3 separate regions of the Sus scrofa genome follow, and regions 1 and 2 are each linked to region 3. Evidence: chromatin contacts called from public Hi-C and HiChIP or PLAC-seq data. All regions are on one chromosome and are shown on one strand. Each heading gives the region's core, a stretch centred on a gene start, on an enhancer-like site or on the middle of the called end of the contact. The rest is flanking DNA. Distances are from core to core; before and after follow the strand shown. Region 1 holds the start of POLD2 (DNA polymerase delta 2, accessory subunit). Region 2 holds the start of GCK (glucokinase). Region 3 holds the start of CCM2 (cerebral cavernous malformations 2 protein).

What was found. A called contact is a pair of places that touch in the nucleus more often than the background predicts. HiChIP or PLAC-seq counts read pairs in DNA pulled down with a chosen protein or histone mark.
Region 1: an H3K27ac HiChIP or PLAC-seq map of alveolar macrophages shows a contact between it and region 3. The contact joins the promoter of POLD2 here to the promoter of CCM2 in region 3. A contact is called at or near these places in 1 of 5 promoter capture datasets (fetal liver) and 1 of 2 datasets of contacts at active chromatin or transcription factors (alveolar macrophages).
Region 2: a contact with region 3 is called in a Hi-C map of liver, with 2.5 times the contacts expected there. The contact joins the promoter of GCK here to the promoter of CCM2 in region 3. A contact is called at or near these places in 1 of 5 promoter capture datasets (fetal liver), 1 of 47 Hi-C or Micro-C datasets (liver) and 1 of 2 datasets of contacts at active chromatin or transcription factors (alveolar macrophages).

Annotation. Positions count from the first base shown.
Region 1 is chr18:51,036,977-51,041,667 of Sscrofa11.1, forward strand. It overlaps POLD2 (DNA polymerase delta 2, accessory subunit), which reads left to right and starts at 1,333. Exons shown (of 11, transcript NM_001244996.1): 1 at 1,333-1,384; 2 at 2,659-2,933. The coding sequence starts at 2,708.
Region 2 is chr18:50,976,309-50,980,545 of Sscrofa11.1, forward strand. GCK (glucokinase) reads left to right here and starts at 2,859. Exons shown (of 10, transcript XM_013985832.2): 1 at 2,859-3,513. The coding sequence starts at 3,469.
Region 3 is chr18:50,448,147-50,452,384 of Sscrofa11.1, forward strand. CCM2 (cerebral cavernous malformations 2 protein) reads right to left here and starts at 2,296. Exons shown (of 10, transcript XM_021079071.1): 1 at 1,844-2,296. The coding sequence starts at 1,873. It overlaps LOC100739791 (a long non-coding RNA gene), which reads left to right and starts at 2,366. Exons shown (of 6, transcript XR_002340445.1): 1 at 2,366-2,380.

The sequences.
Region 1 (4,691 bases), core at 83-2,582, 590 kb after region 3:
AAGCTGAATTGGGAGTCTCCGTGTGCCAGGCACCGTGATAAGTGAACTGGACTGGGTTCCCATATGCCCTTGAGGGCAGATTTATCCAAACACATCCAACTGGATGTTTGACAAGTGCCTAATTAAATGGCAGGGGCAAAAGCAAAGTCACGGTTAATTAGGTGGGTAATTCAGCTGCACATGCAGAAGGCCAGCACACATACAATGTCAGGCTGCCTTGGTGTGTGTCCTAGCTGGTATTCACTAGCCCTGTGACCTCATTGTGCCTCAGTTTCTCCATCTTCAAACGGTTATGTGAGGATTAGCTGGATTAATACGCGTCGAGAATTTCAAATAGTGTTAGGTCCATAGCAAAGGCTTTTATGTGTTATCCATCATTATCTGTCTACTTTGCGGCGGAGACGAAACCGAGATTTGGGAAACAGATGTAGTGACAGAGCAGAACAGCATGTGCCAAAGGGCACCGGAGACTACATCCCAGAGCTGGTGGGTATGGAGAAGTTTCATGGGGAAGGGCCACTCGCGCTTGCTTAGGAATTCTGGGATGGGTGGAGATGTGTAAAAGAGACATCCTCTCACCTCCCCGAAATGGGGGACGGCCGGGGGAGGCCCTGGTGGGTAGGAAGGAGCGTGGATGATGAGGGCAGCGAGGACAACAGTGACTGGGGGGTGTCGGGTGGAGGCTGGCAGAGCTGTTGGCCCTGTGCGAAGAGCTGAAGACAGCTGGTCTGCTTCCCTCACCCTCACCCTACAAGGCCTCCCCTGCCGTCCTGGAGCCCAGTGCCCGGCCCAGTTCTAGGACTTGCCTCGGAGTCATCGCTCCCCTTGGACGGTGCAAACATCTGCCTTGGTCCTCCCACCCTGTTTTCAGAAGCGGTGTCCACCAGAGTCGGGCACCAGGCCGGATCCTGGGGAGGCGCGACAAGGGCTAACACTCGGGAAAGTGCGGTGACCTCAGCGACAGCCCAGGTCGGAACGACGGACAGCACAAACGTGACCGTGAGTACCTTGACGCCAAACCAAGCCGGTTTTGCCCAAGGAACCGGGGGCGTGACCCCGCGCACGCGCAAGGCTCAGGAGGCGGAGCGCGCGGCAATGTATGGGGCAGAGCGCGCTCGGATTGGCGGGAGAGGGGGGTTGCGCGAAGGTGGGCCGGCCCCGCGGTGATGGACGGAGCTGGGAGCGCAGCGATTGGCCGGATGCAGCATGGGCGGGATGAGGTGCGCGGACTGGCGGGAGACAGTGCGCGGCGGTGGGCGGGCCCGGCGGTGAGGAGCGCGGTGGGGCGCTCGGCGATTAGCAGGATACGGCAGTGGGCGGAGCGGGGCGCGCGGATTGGCGGGAGACGGCGCGCGGCAGTGGGCGGATCGCGTCGCACAGCGAGGTAAGTGGGGTCTCGTGTCGCCCTGGCCAAGTAGGGGCCCGGGTGTCCACTCGTAGCGGCGGGTTGAGCGGCGTCTCGCTAGGGCTGAGCGGTGTCTCTGCTGTATCCCCCCCAAGACGGCCCCAGGGCGCGGGCCGAGGCCGTGGTCTGGGGCTTATGGCCCTAGGGCTCCTTCCGAGACTGCGGCTAGAGTGCCGCCCCGGCTCTGCACTTTGGGGCAGAAAGTTAATTCAGATTCCGTCTCAGCCCATAGCTGTTCGATAGGGACAGAATACAAGTCACCTAGTACCCAATCTAAAAAGGCCATTTAAAAAAAAAAAAAAAAAGAGGAGGGAGTAGAAATTGAATTTAGTGCCTGCCACATCTTATTTAACCCGTTACACGCAAACTGTTATCATCCCAGCACGCATGTAGAGTAATGACTGAGCTACTCCTTCCACTGATCTTGGAACCTGCTGTGGATTTCACGCCTGAAGCACATCTCAGTGGGGCTCGTGGCTGCTTCTGGAAAATGGGCTCAGGTGCCTATACCTCTGCGCTCCTGGAGGTTTTACTCTAGTCCGAGGAGGCAGACAGTAAACTTAAAATGTATTGTTTGTTGGAAGATCACTGCCATGGAAAACAATAAACACTGGAGAAGCAGAAGTGGCAGGGGAGGGTTACAGGTGGAGAAGGTGAGTTTTGAGCAGCCTGAAGGCAGTGAGCCACACGTGTGTGGGAGAAGAGCTGGCCACGGGATGGGGGGGGGGGGGAGGTGCAGGAGAGTGGAACCAGGAGGGCAGATCTCTTAGGCCACTGTAGGGACTGGGGTTTTTATTCTGTGAAATGGGGAATCTTTGGAGGTTTTTGAGCAGAGAAGTGAGTACTTATATTATTTAATAACTTTATAGTAGGCTTGTGTGATAACAGGCTGGCTTCACACCCTGAGATGGGGCAGATGCCCAGGAGCTGGCTGGAGGCGGAGGAGGCATTCCACTTGGGGGGGTGGAGTTTGAGACCCCGAGAGTTGTCCAGGTGGAGGCGTGCGGCAGGCAGGGGACCCTTGGGATGGTTTGGAGAACTGTGGGTGGGAGAAGCATTTCCTAGCTTTCCTCATCTCCCCTTTGGGTGAAGGGTACGGGGCAAGGCGTTGGTAGCACAGTCGAGTTCCAGGTGCTGGTCACTACAGGTCTCCCCCTCCTCCTGGTGCTCTGTGGGCACAGAGGAGCCACACCAGGAACGCAGCTGCTGTGGGCGTGGGCTGGGGCTTCAGGACTGCATTTGTGTTCTCACAGGGTCCGCCTCCTCCTCGGCCTGGCCTCAGTAGGTCTGGACGCATCAAGCATGGCCATGTTTTCTGAGCAGGCTGCCCAGAGGGCGCACACTCTGCTGTCCCCACCATCAGCCAGCAACGCCACTTTTGACCGAATCCCCGTGGTGACTTACACCAACTCGTCCCAGCCCTTCCGACTAGGGGAGCGCAGCTTTAACCGGCAGTATGCCCACATTTATGCCACCCGCCTGGTCCAGATGAGGCCCTTCCTGGTGAGCCGGGCCAGGCAGCGCTGGGGTAAGTGATGAGTTTGGGGAAGTGTTTCTGTGTTTGTTGGGCACCAGTCTCCTGTGCCTTGGGGCCGTCTTTCTTTTCATAATCACGTGGCCTGGGCAGTGCAGATCTTTCTCTTTTTTTCCCGTTTCTTCCTTGGTGATCTGTCCTGCTTTACGTTATCCTTGGTGAAGCAGGACCCCACCACCACCTTCAACTTTTGGGTGATGCTGCATCACCTCACTCTTACTGCTTATAAGAGTGGCTTTCTGGGAGTTCCCTGATAGCCTAGTAGTTAAGGATCTGGCATTGTCACTGTTGCAGCTTGGGTCACTGCTGCGGCGTGAGTTCAGTCCCCGGCCTGGGAACTTCTGCATGCTGCGGATGTGGCAAAATAAAAAAAAAAAAGATTGGCTCTTTATGTAGTTTTTGATTCACCTGTTTTGTCTTTAAACTGATGTAGGAGAGACCACGTCTTATTCATGTTTTCTGCCCCCAGCCTTAGGCCTTCTGGGTCTCAGCCCAGGTTGCACACTGGAGCCACTTGGGAAGCTTTGGGAAGCGCTGGCGACTGGGTCCATCCCATCCCCCCAGGTCAGCTGCATTCACTCTGATGTTCTAAGCAGCCGGGAGAAAACGTGACCCGGTGGAGCTGCATCATCACATCAGAGGTGTTTTCTTTACTGCAGGCACAAGTGTTACTCCTCTTTCCTCCGCCACATGGCAAGGGTCTCCTTCCTCTGGCTCCCAGTGCCTTTTGCTCACTTTCCTTGAAGGCTTTAGGGACGCCTTCCTCAAGCCCAAGGTCAATGCCATCCCTTAGATTCTTTATAGCAGCACTTGCTGGGGTACCAGGTTTCTCATCTAATAAAACTGCCCAGGGACAGAAAACAGCCATTTTATTTTGTTCACAGACTGGGGCCCACGATGAACAGGCCTTGGCTGGGTGATTGGCAGCGGGCAGTATCGTTCTCACGCTATCCTGGCTCTTGGTGCTGGCTTCACCCAGAACACCTCCACGTGGCAGCTCCGTGTGGCCAGGCTTCCTCCCCAGCGCTCAGCTCATTTCAGATTTCATTTCTCGGAGTTCCCGTCGTGGCGCAGTGGTTAACGAATCCGACTAGGAACCATGAGGTTGCGGGTTTGGTCCCTGCCCTTGTTCAGTGGGTTAACGATCCGGCGTTGCCGTGAGCTGTGGTGTAGGTTGCAGACGCAGCTCGGATCCCGCGTTGCTGTGGCTCTGGCGTAGGCAGGTGGCTGCAGCTCCGATTCAACCCCTAGCCTGGGAACCTCCATATGCCGCGGGAGCGGCCCAAGAAATAGCAAAAAAAAAAGACAGAATTCATTTCTCTCCACTCATGAGTTTCCTGAACACCTCAAGCCCTTTCCTGCCAGGCTTTCCCCGCATCTGGCATGCTCTTTGCCCAGGCTTCCTTCACCACCTCAGATGTCATGTGCTTTGAGAGGCCGCCTCAACCATCAGCCTGCTCCATTCCTTCTGCCTTCACTCCTGTCTGTTTGTGGCACATGTTGCAGCAGCTGATCCCTCATTGACTGCTGTCGCCTCTCCCTCTGGCCTGGAGCTCCGGGAGGGCGAGGAGGGGGCTGCCAGGGGCTCGGTGGACATCAGGGCTTTGGGATCTGTTGTTTCTGCTGGTGTCTGGCATCTCTCTCCAGTGCTGGTGCCCTGCTTATCTTATTTTGGATTGCTCCTCTGCTCGCCGGGGCGTAGATCCGTGGAATGTTCTCGGTTATTTCGGGACAGGAGGGGCTCGTGCTGGA
Region 2 (4,237 bases), core at 1,609-4,108, 530 kb after region 3:
CTCAGAAATTCTGACACTTTCAGGCCCTCATAAAACCTCCTGTTGTTTCAAGTAGGGCCTATTGGTTAAAAGTCTCCTGTGAGGCCACCCCCAAGGCTGTGACCAGTATGCAGTATGGTTACCCTTTGGATCAGATGACGTTTCTTTCAGTCATTTGTGATCAGGGAGGGCAGGGCTTTGCAGCAGGCCCGGGGACCTTTGCTTGAGGACTGCCTTGGCCCCTGTCCTTGGGGAACAGTGAGCATCACAGACCTTTGCGGCCCAATCCTTGAACCTTCCCAGTTTCACTACTCATGAAAGTGGTAAAAAAATAATAACACCCCTGCCCACTGTCCCAAGACTGATCAGATGACAGAATGAATGGAAAAGTACTTTGTGAATCATAAATATTTTAATCAGGTATAATGATAATTTTTCCTTCTGATAAATATGTTTCCTTTCTTTAGGAGTAATTAAGAAATGTTTAAGATCTATATGAGAAAAATAATAAAACATTATTTTAGTGAAAAGAGATGAATAGATTCTAAAACTTACATGAAAGATAAAAGGCTTATGGTGAAGAAAATTTTGTAGGAAAATAAAAGGGGATGCCTATCTGGACGGATATCAAAAAACTAAAAAATTGTGCCCACTGAAAAAGTGTGGGAAACACAGGAATGGACAGAGAGATATCCAGCTCACAGGCAGAGCTGAGGCCAAGGCAGGCAGAATATCAAGAGCTGCTTTTACATTCAGACAATCTGTTAGGCACACAGGCAGGAGAGAAGAGATGAAAAAAAGAAGAGTAGAAGAGCATCCAAGGCCACTGCTTCCCATCCTTGTCTCATGCAAAGGATGACACCCACCCAAAGAGGCTGGACGCCTGCACCCCAAGTCACTCTAAAACTTTACTTCTGACTGGAAGCCCATTCTATTTATTTATTTATTTGGGGGGCCACACCCATGCCATATGGCAGTTCCCAGGCTAGGGGTTGAATCAGAGCTGCAGCTGTCAGCCTACGCCACAGCCACAGCAATGCCAAATCTGAGCTGCATCTTCGAACTACACGGAAGCTCAACGCAATTCCAGATCCTTAACCCTCTGAGTGAGGCCAGGGATTGAACGCACATTCTCATGGATACTAGGTGGGCTCGTTACCGCTGAACCACACGGGAACTCCTGGAAGCCCATTCTAGACACAGCTGCACCTCGAGGGGCAGGGGCAGAAAGCCTCACATCTTGGAACCAGAGATTTGGGGAAATCCCAGGCAGATGGGGAAGAGAATGTGAGGTGGCCTCGGAGCAGCTCCTTACAACTGTGGCCTCAGTTCCCAGGGGATCACAAAGTGTTCTGATAGCTGTGGTTCCAGACTTGGTCTGCTGGCTTATGATCACACCTGCGAGGTGATCAGAGCTGAGCCATTCCCTCAGAACAGAGAATTACAATAGTGGAGCACAAACTGTGGCGCAGTCCACAATACAAATCAATGGAGAGAGGCTAGCCTACCCAACAAATATTAGACTCCTAGCTGTTACTATACACTAGCGAATTCTAGAGGGGCCAAAGTGTTAAATGTTTAAAAATTTTGGAAAAATATTAGAAGGAAGTGTGGAAGAACATTTTTCTAATTTTGGGTGGGAAATGCTTTTCTTAAAGACACCAGCTGAAAAAAAAAAAAAAAAAAAAAAAGAAAGCCAAGACTGAGATTCAGAAAAAAAGAAATACTTCTGTATGACGGAAGACACCACTGATCAAGCTGTAAGTTTAGCAGTAGACTGGAAGAGGGTTTTTTTTCTTTTTTTAAGTTTTACTGAGTAGAGTTGATTTACAAGATTGTGATAACAAAGTGATTCAGTTATGCATGTACACACATCCATTCTCTTTCAAATTCTTTTCCTACATAGATGATCACAGAATATTGGGTAGAGTTCTCTGTGCTATACAGCAAGTCTCCATTGGCCAATTATTTCATATACCTCAGTGTGCATAGGTCAATCAGCTGGGGGAGGTATTATAATTATAGCATATTTAACAAGCAGAGTATTAATAGATCTTATTGATGGAATATAAAAATAGTTCATACAAATTGAGAAGTAGAAGACAATTCAGTGACAAAACAGTTAATATATAATGTCATATATTATATAATATATAACAGTTAATATAAACGAATCATCCTTAGACAGATAACCATAAACATGTGAAAAAGGTGTCCAGCCCTTATGCAATTCAAATGGCAGTGATGGGCAAAAATCAGAAAGATTCTTCATCTCAAGTTTTGGCCAGTAAGTAGCCAAACTCCTAATGAAAGTGGAAGGACTCATAAATTGGTGAAACCATTTGAGGGGCCAATGCAGTCCTGTTGCACAATCACAAAACGTGCACAGCATCTGATCTAGCAATTCAGCCTCTAGGAACCATCCAAAAGAAACATGTGCATGTGTTCATGAAACAAACAAAAAATCTTGGTGAAAGACCAAGATTTATAACAGAAAAAAAACTGAAACTGCCCGGATGACCATCAACAGGAAGTTGGTTTAAAAATGTTACAGCACATCCATCTGGCGAGGTCCCACCGGGCACTCCTTGCTCCTTCTGCGGGATCCCAGCTCAGGCCGGGAAGGCAGTGACCAAAGCTCGAGGGTGGTCTGGGCACATGTGGCAATGCTGGTGGCCAAGCTATCCACTCCCTCTCCTCTGGTTCTTAGACTCATGGGGCCTCTACTTTTTAGGTCGTGAGTTTGGAAGACCCTGTGACCCTGCCATGGGAACTGTGCAGGTGGCAAAGTCTGCGATGATAAGGCGATTGGGCTGTTGCTATGGCGATGGGAATGGAGGCCCAGTTTTCTGCATGGCAGCTCTAATGACAGGATGGTCAGCCCTGTGGAGGCTGGAGGGTGTGAGCGCAGAGGCCTGCTCCTGGTTGCCATGGCAGTGTGGGCCCTCACGGGAGCACAGAAAGCCCTGGCAGGAGAATTTCCCATCCACACCTGGTTGGAGCAGGAAGTGTTGGGCAGTGACTGAGCCTTGGGGAAACAGGTTGGGGTGTGAGAGAGAAACACAGTCGCCTGCAGCCTAATTACTCAAACGCTGCCCCTCAGAGAAAGAGTCTGCTGAGTCTATTAAGAGAACACCACGCCGTCAGAGATCAGCACAGCCCAGAGAAAAAGCTGACCAGCCCTGACCAGCCCTGGAGCCCGGCGATGGCCCTGCCCTGGCCACACCCAGCCTGACGAGGCCTCCGTGGGGAAGGGTCCCGGCTGCGACCCAGAAGGGGAGGCTCTCAGGCTTGCTGGAGAACAATGAAAAGGAGGAAACTCTGTGATTGAACCTCAAGCCAGAGTCCAGCCAGAGGGTGGGCCCTATTCTCCCAGACACCCAGGCTGGCCGTGCCACTCACCTGGAAGAAGCTGGGGCTATTTCTGCCTTGGAAGCCTGTTGGGGAACGCAGAGGGGTCCCAGCTCCCACGGGCTGGCTGCAGTACAGATGCTGGATGACAGAGCCAGGATGGAGAGCGCCAAGAAGGAAAAGGTAGGTCTCTGCCCCTTCTGGTTTTCTACAAGGGTTTCTCATACTCTCCTCCATCCAGGGGCTTGTTTGGCTTGGACAAGTGTCTGCTCCTTGGTATCTGACCGTATGTGTAGCTGCTTTAGGGACGATCCACTTGGGGTGAATTGTGTGGCGCTAACTTTGTTGGGCAGACCAGGTCCTTTCTCCAGGGCTCCAGACTCCGGCCCTGTGACCTAGAAGGCACAGGCTGCCAGGAGGCCTGGGAGGTGACCCCCACTCCGTAAAGGGTCTGGGAAGTTTAGAGCCCCAGCCGGGGAGCTTGGGGCCTGGGATCTTGGGGGTAGAACCCACTTGCTTAGGGGCAGAAGCAAGACCCTACAGTCATCATGGAAAGGCTCAGAAAGCCAGGCTTCCCCGAAGAGAGCTCTCTTGCTCAGGAGCCTGAGGCCCATTGCTCCAGGCCAGGAGCAGAGAGAGTTACATTTTCCAAAACCAAGAAAAATCCAGACGTCCTCTGGGGCAGCCCTGTGCCCAAGCAGTGCGCAGAGGAGCCAGAGCTGGCGGCAGGGTGGCGGGGAGAGCAGGCCGCTCCTCCAAGCCGGGCTGGGCGGAGGCGTTGGAGGAAAGGGCCCGCGGCCAGTCCCTCCGGCGTGGTTTCCTCCTCCCCTGCCGTTTCTTCTCCTTGGGTGAAATGACGAGGTCAGCATAAACCCGGGGCTGGTTCTGCTCCTGGCAGAGCTAATGA
Region 3 (4,238 bases), core at 1,046-3,545:
CATGCCCTACTAGGGCCCTGGCCCGCCTGCCCACCTGTGGCAGGGAACAGTAGAACTGACTGCATTTCACATGGTGCCTCCTCTCCGCTTTGGCAGAAACGCTGAACTCAGCGCTCCCGCTCCCGCTGTGCAGTGGCCGGCGTCCCCCTGAGGTCTGTCGCTTGCCGGCTGAATCCCCTTCTCGGGTTGCTTTCCAGACCTCAACCATCTTTGTAGAGAACTGCAACTGACACTGCACTTAAATTAGATACGAGTATTTTTTGTTTGTTTGTCTTTTTAGGGCTGAACACACAGCATACAGAGGTTCCCAGGCTAGGGGTCCAATCAGAGCTGTAGCTGCCGGCCTACACCACAGCCACAGCAACGCGGGATCCGAGCCGAGTCTGCAACCTACACCACAGCTCACGGCCATGCCAGATCCTTAACCCCCTGAGAAGCCAGGGATCGAACCCATGTCCTCATGGATGCTAGTCGGGTTCGTTAACCGCTGAGCCACGACGGGAACTCCAGACGTGTGTATGGATAACATAAGAAAGGAAGGAGTAAAGGAGGTGGGAGAAGCGGCATTACACAGTCCTCTGAAGACCACCTGCCTGCACTTCCCTTCAAATACCTCAGTAAAATGGGGCACCCTGCGATGCGTAATCATCGCCGCAAGGACGGCTGCCTCTGAAAAGCAGAGGGTCGCGGAATTTATCAAGGTCTTTTATTAAACTTGTGTATAAAAGTGCACACACATTTATCAAAACGAAAATAATAGGTAAGACACGTCAATTATAAAGCCTGTATTTGAAAAAGATGCACTGCATTGAAACCCATTTTCCATTTTGATGACAGCTTATCCCACGTGGTTATTTGTCTCCGAAAAATGGTGAGTTTATCGATTACTCTAGCCTGTAATTAAAGCCACACTTTTAAAATTACACAGACTGAGGAACCTCTTGAACTATGTCCTAAATCTAACTGCCAAACATAACATCACTGAAATCACTCAGCTGGGATTAGGTAGAGCAAAACTCGACCTCTGCGGGCCTACCGTGAGTGAGCCTGCTGTACCATGAAACACGGTTTTTGCTTTTACTTGATACCCCAAAATTGAAGTCAACTCAGCAGCAAATGTTTCTCCATTACCGTACACCCCATTTTCTCAAAGATACTAACCCTGGAAAACTTTCTGGCCCATAACCAGGGCCAGCTCCTCTGCAGCCCCTGGTCACTGACCCGCGGGGAAGGCCATGTGGACAGCCTGGGTTTGGGGCAGAGTTACTGACCGGAAGGGGCGGAAAGGCGTGGCTCCTTCCTCCCCCGCGCTCCCGGCCGGCAAAGGACCACCTAACCCCATTGTCCAGGGGCTCGCCTCGTACTCCATCGCGCAGAGACCGACTCCCACGACCCTGTCCGGGACTGACCGTGGACTGTCCACCGGGGGGCCCTGGCCTGCCCGCCACGCTCACCCCAACCGCGGGTGCCTCCGGGCCTCTCCACGCCGGACTTCCAACCTGGGGCCTCTCCACGCCGGACTCCCGCCCGGGACCTCCCTGTGCCTGGCCTCCCCACGCCGGAGTCCACACGCCAGACTCCCGTCCCGGACCTCCCCACGCCTCGCCTCCCCACACTGAACCTCCCAAATCAAAACTCCCCTCCACGGACCTCCCGAAACCAGACTTTCCCACGCCCCGCACCGGCAGACCGACAGGCGGCCCCGAGCGACCCTCCCGCGTCCCCCTCACTCCCCCCCTAGTCCCAGCCCCAGACCCTCCGCCTTCCGCCAGCCTCCTGCCTTGGTCGGGGGTCCAGCCCACCCCGCGCCCGGCCCTCGGGAGGACGCGCCCCGCAGCCTCACCTTCTTGCCCTTCTTGCTCTCTTCCTCCATGTCGCCGCGAGCGGCCCCCGCGGCCCGGCCCGCCCCGGGAGCCCCGCGCCGCCCGCGGCCGCTACATGCTCGCCCCGGCCCCGCGGCCGCCGCCGCTCCTGCGCCGCTAGCCTGGCCGCAGTCTCCTCCCGCGGCCGCCAGGGGCCGTCCGCGCCCTGCACCCCGCACCCCGCACTTCCGGACCGAGGGCGCAGCCCCGCCCCCGCGACCACGCCCCGCCCCGCGCGCGCACGCCCCCTCGGCCCACACGCTCCGCCCCCAGCCCTTCCAGGCGGCCGAGAACGCGCCTGCCCTGCCCGCCCCTTTCAGGGCCGCGGGAGCGCGCCTGTCGCGCCCCTGTCCCACCCCACGCCCTTCAGGGAGGGCCTGCAGCCCGCGCCCACAAGCCCGGCGCCTCAGGGCCGCACGAGCGGCTCCAGCGTTTCAATTCTGCCGCCATCTTTTGGGCAGCCAACTTCCCAGCCTGCCTCACGCTCAAGCAGATTAGGCTCAGGCCGCCAAGAAACGGTGGGCGGGGCCGGCGGGAGGGGCGGGGCCTGTGGGAAGGTGAGGACGGGAAGTGGGGGTGTGGGGGCTCTGGGAGGGGCTGGCGAGAGGGGGCGCGGTCATCGGAGGCGGGGCTGCGGACCGGAGTGGTTGGCGGGAGTGGGAGGGCGGGGCCTGCAGGAAGGTGAAGGCGGGAAGACCTGGGCGGGGCTGCTCGAGGAGCGGGGCCTCGGGGAAGGGGCACAGGACCACTCCCTTTCCTTTCTCCCTTTGCCCTTCTTTCGTGTGGGTGCAGTGAAACTTTTTGCTAAGACTTCCTGTGTTTCAGCGTCAGCCTTCCTTAGACAAACACGTTGGGAAAGTTTAAATGCAACAGCGAGTACGTCCGGACCCTACCAGAATAAAATGTAGAACGGGAGTTCCCTTCGTGGCTCAGTGGTTAACGAGTCCCACTAGGAACCATGCGGTTGAGGGTTCGATCCCTGCCCTCGCTCAGTGGGTTGGGGATCCAGCGTTGCCCTGAGCTGTGGTGTAGGTTGCAGACGTGGCTCGGATCCCGTGTTGCTGGGGCTGTGGTGCAGGCTGGCGGCTACAGCTCCGATTAGATCCCTCACCTGGGAACCTCCGTATGCTGCGGATGCGGCCCTAGAAAAGACAAAATGAATAAATAAATAAAACCTAGAACCTTTTTTTTTTTTTTAATGGCACATAGAGGTTCCCAGGCTAGGGGTCGAAATGGAGCTACAACTGCCGGCCTACACCACAGCCACAGCCACGCAGGATCTGAGCTGTGTCTGCGACCTACACCACAGCTCACAGCAACACGGGATCCTTAACCCACTGAGCGAGGCCGGAGATCAAACCTGCAACCTCATGGTTACTAGTCGCATTGGTTTCCTCTGCACCACAAAGGGAACTCCCACACACAGAACCTTAATAGTCACCTAGAAATAACAGCCACCTTTTACCGATGAGGTCCAGAGAGATGGTTTGCCCAAAACACACTGTGAAGTGGAGTCAGCAGCAGCAGGCCCACTGTTTTGCCACCAAACAGCTGCCAGTAAGAACCCTGCTGTTCAACTAAAATGTAAACTGATACCAAACAAAACAATATTTGTCTCGACTGGTTAACTTTTTAGAGTGTTAGATCCTGTGCCAGGGGTCAATGGTCTCTCTCTCGGCTCCCATCGTGGGATGGAGCTGGGCCCTTTGAGCTGTCCTCCCTTGCCAGGCGGCCCAGTGTGAAGCTTTGCGGGTAGAAACTGCAGGGAGGCAGTGCAGGAGGAAGGAGCTTTACTGCCTGGTTCCAGTGAGCTTTCTGAAAAAGCACCTGCAGAAAGAGGCCTCTAAAGCACCCACCTTCCTACATCAAGGGTAACTTCTCCAGCTCCAGGTTCTCGCAAGCACCTGGCTCTCCAGTGCCGGGAGCACCCAGCTCCCCTGTGGTCTGAGGTCGGCGAGACGCCGCCTTCAGGAACAGTTTTCCCACACTCTGGAGGGTGGACTACAGCAAGTTCTGCCAGCACTTCTCTGCCATTCCTTGAGCAGAGCTGTTCTCTACCAAAGGCTGGACCTCAGCCTGGGGGGGTTGAGGGGGCGAGGTTATTCCTCAGAAGCTTAGCACTCAGAATAGTAGCTGCCCTTATATCTACTATCATTGTGGCCTTCAGAGTTCTCTCCATTTTTTCTTAACTTTTTTAAAAATTGAAGTAGAGTTGATTTACAATGTTGTGTTAATTTCAGGCATCCAGCAAAGTGAGTCAGTTATATATATTCGTTTTCAGATTCTCTTCCCTTATAGGTTATTACAAAAATACTGAGGGTAGTTCTCTGTACTATCCAGTAGGTCCTGTTGGTTACCTATTTTATGTATAGTAGT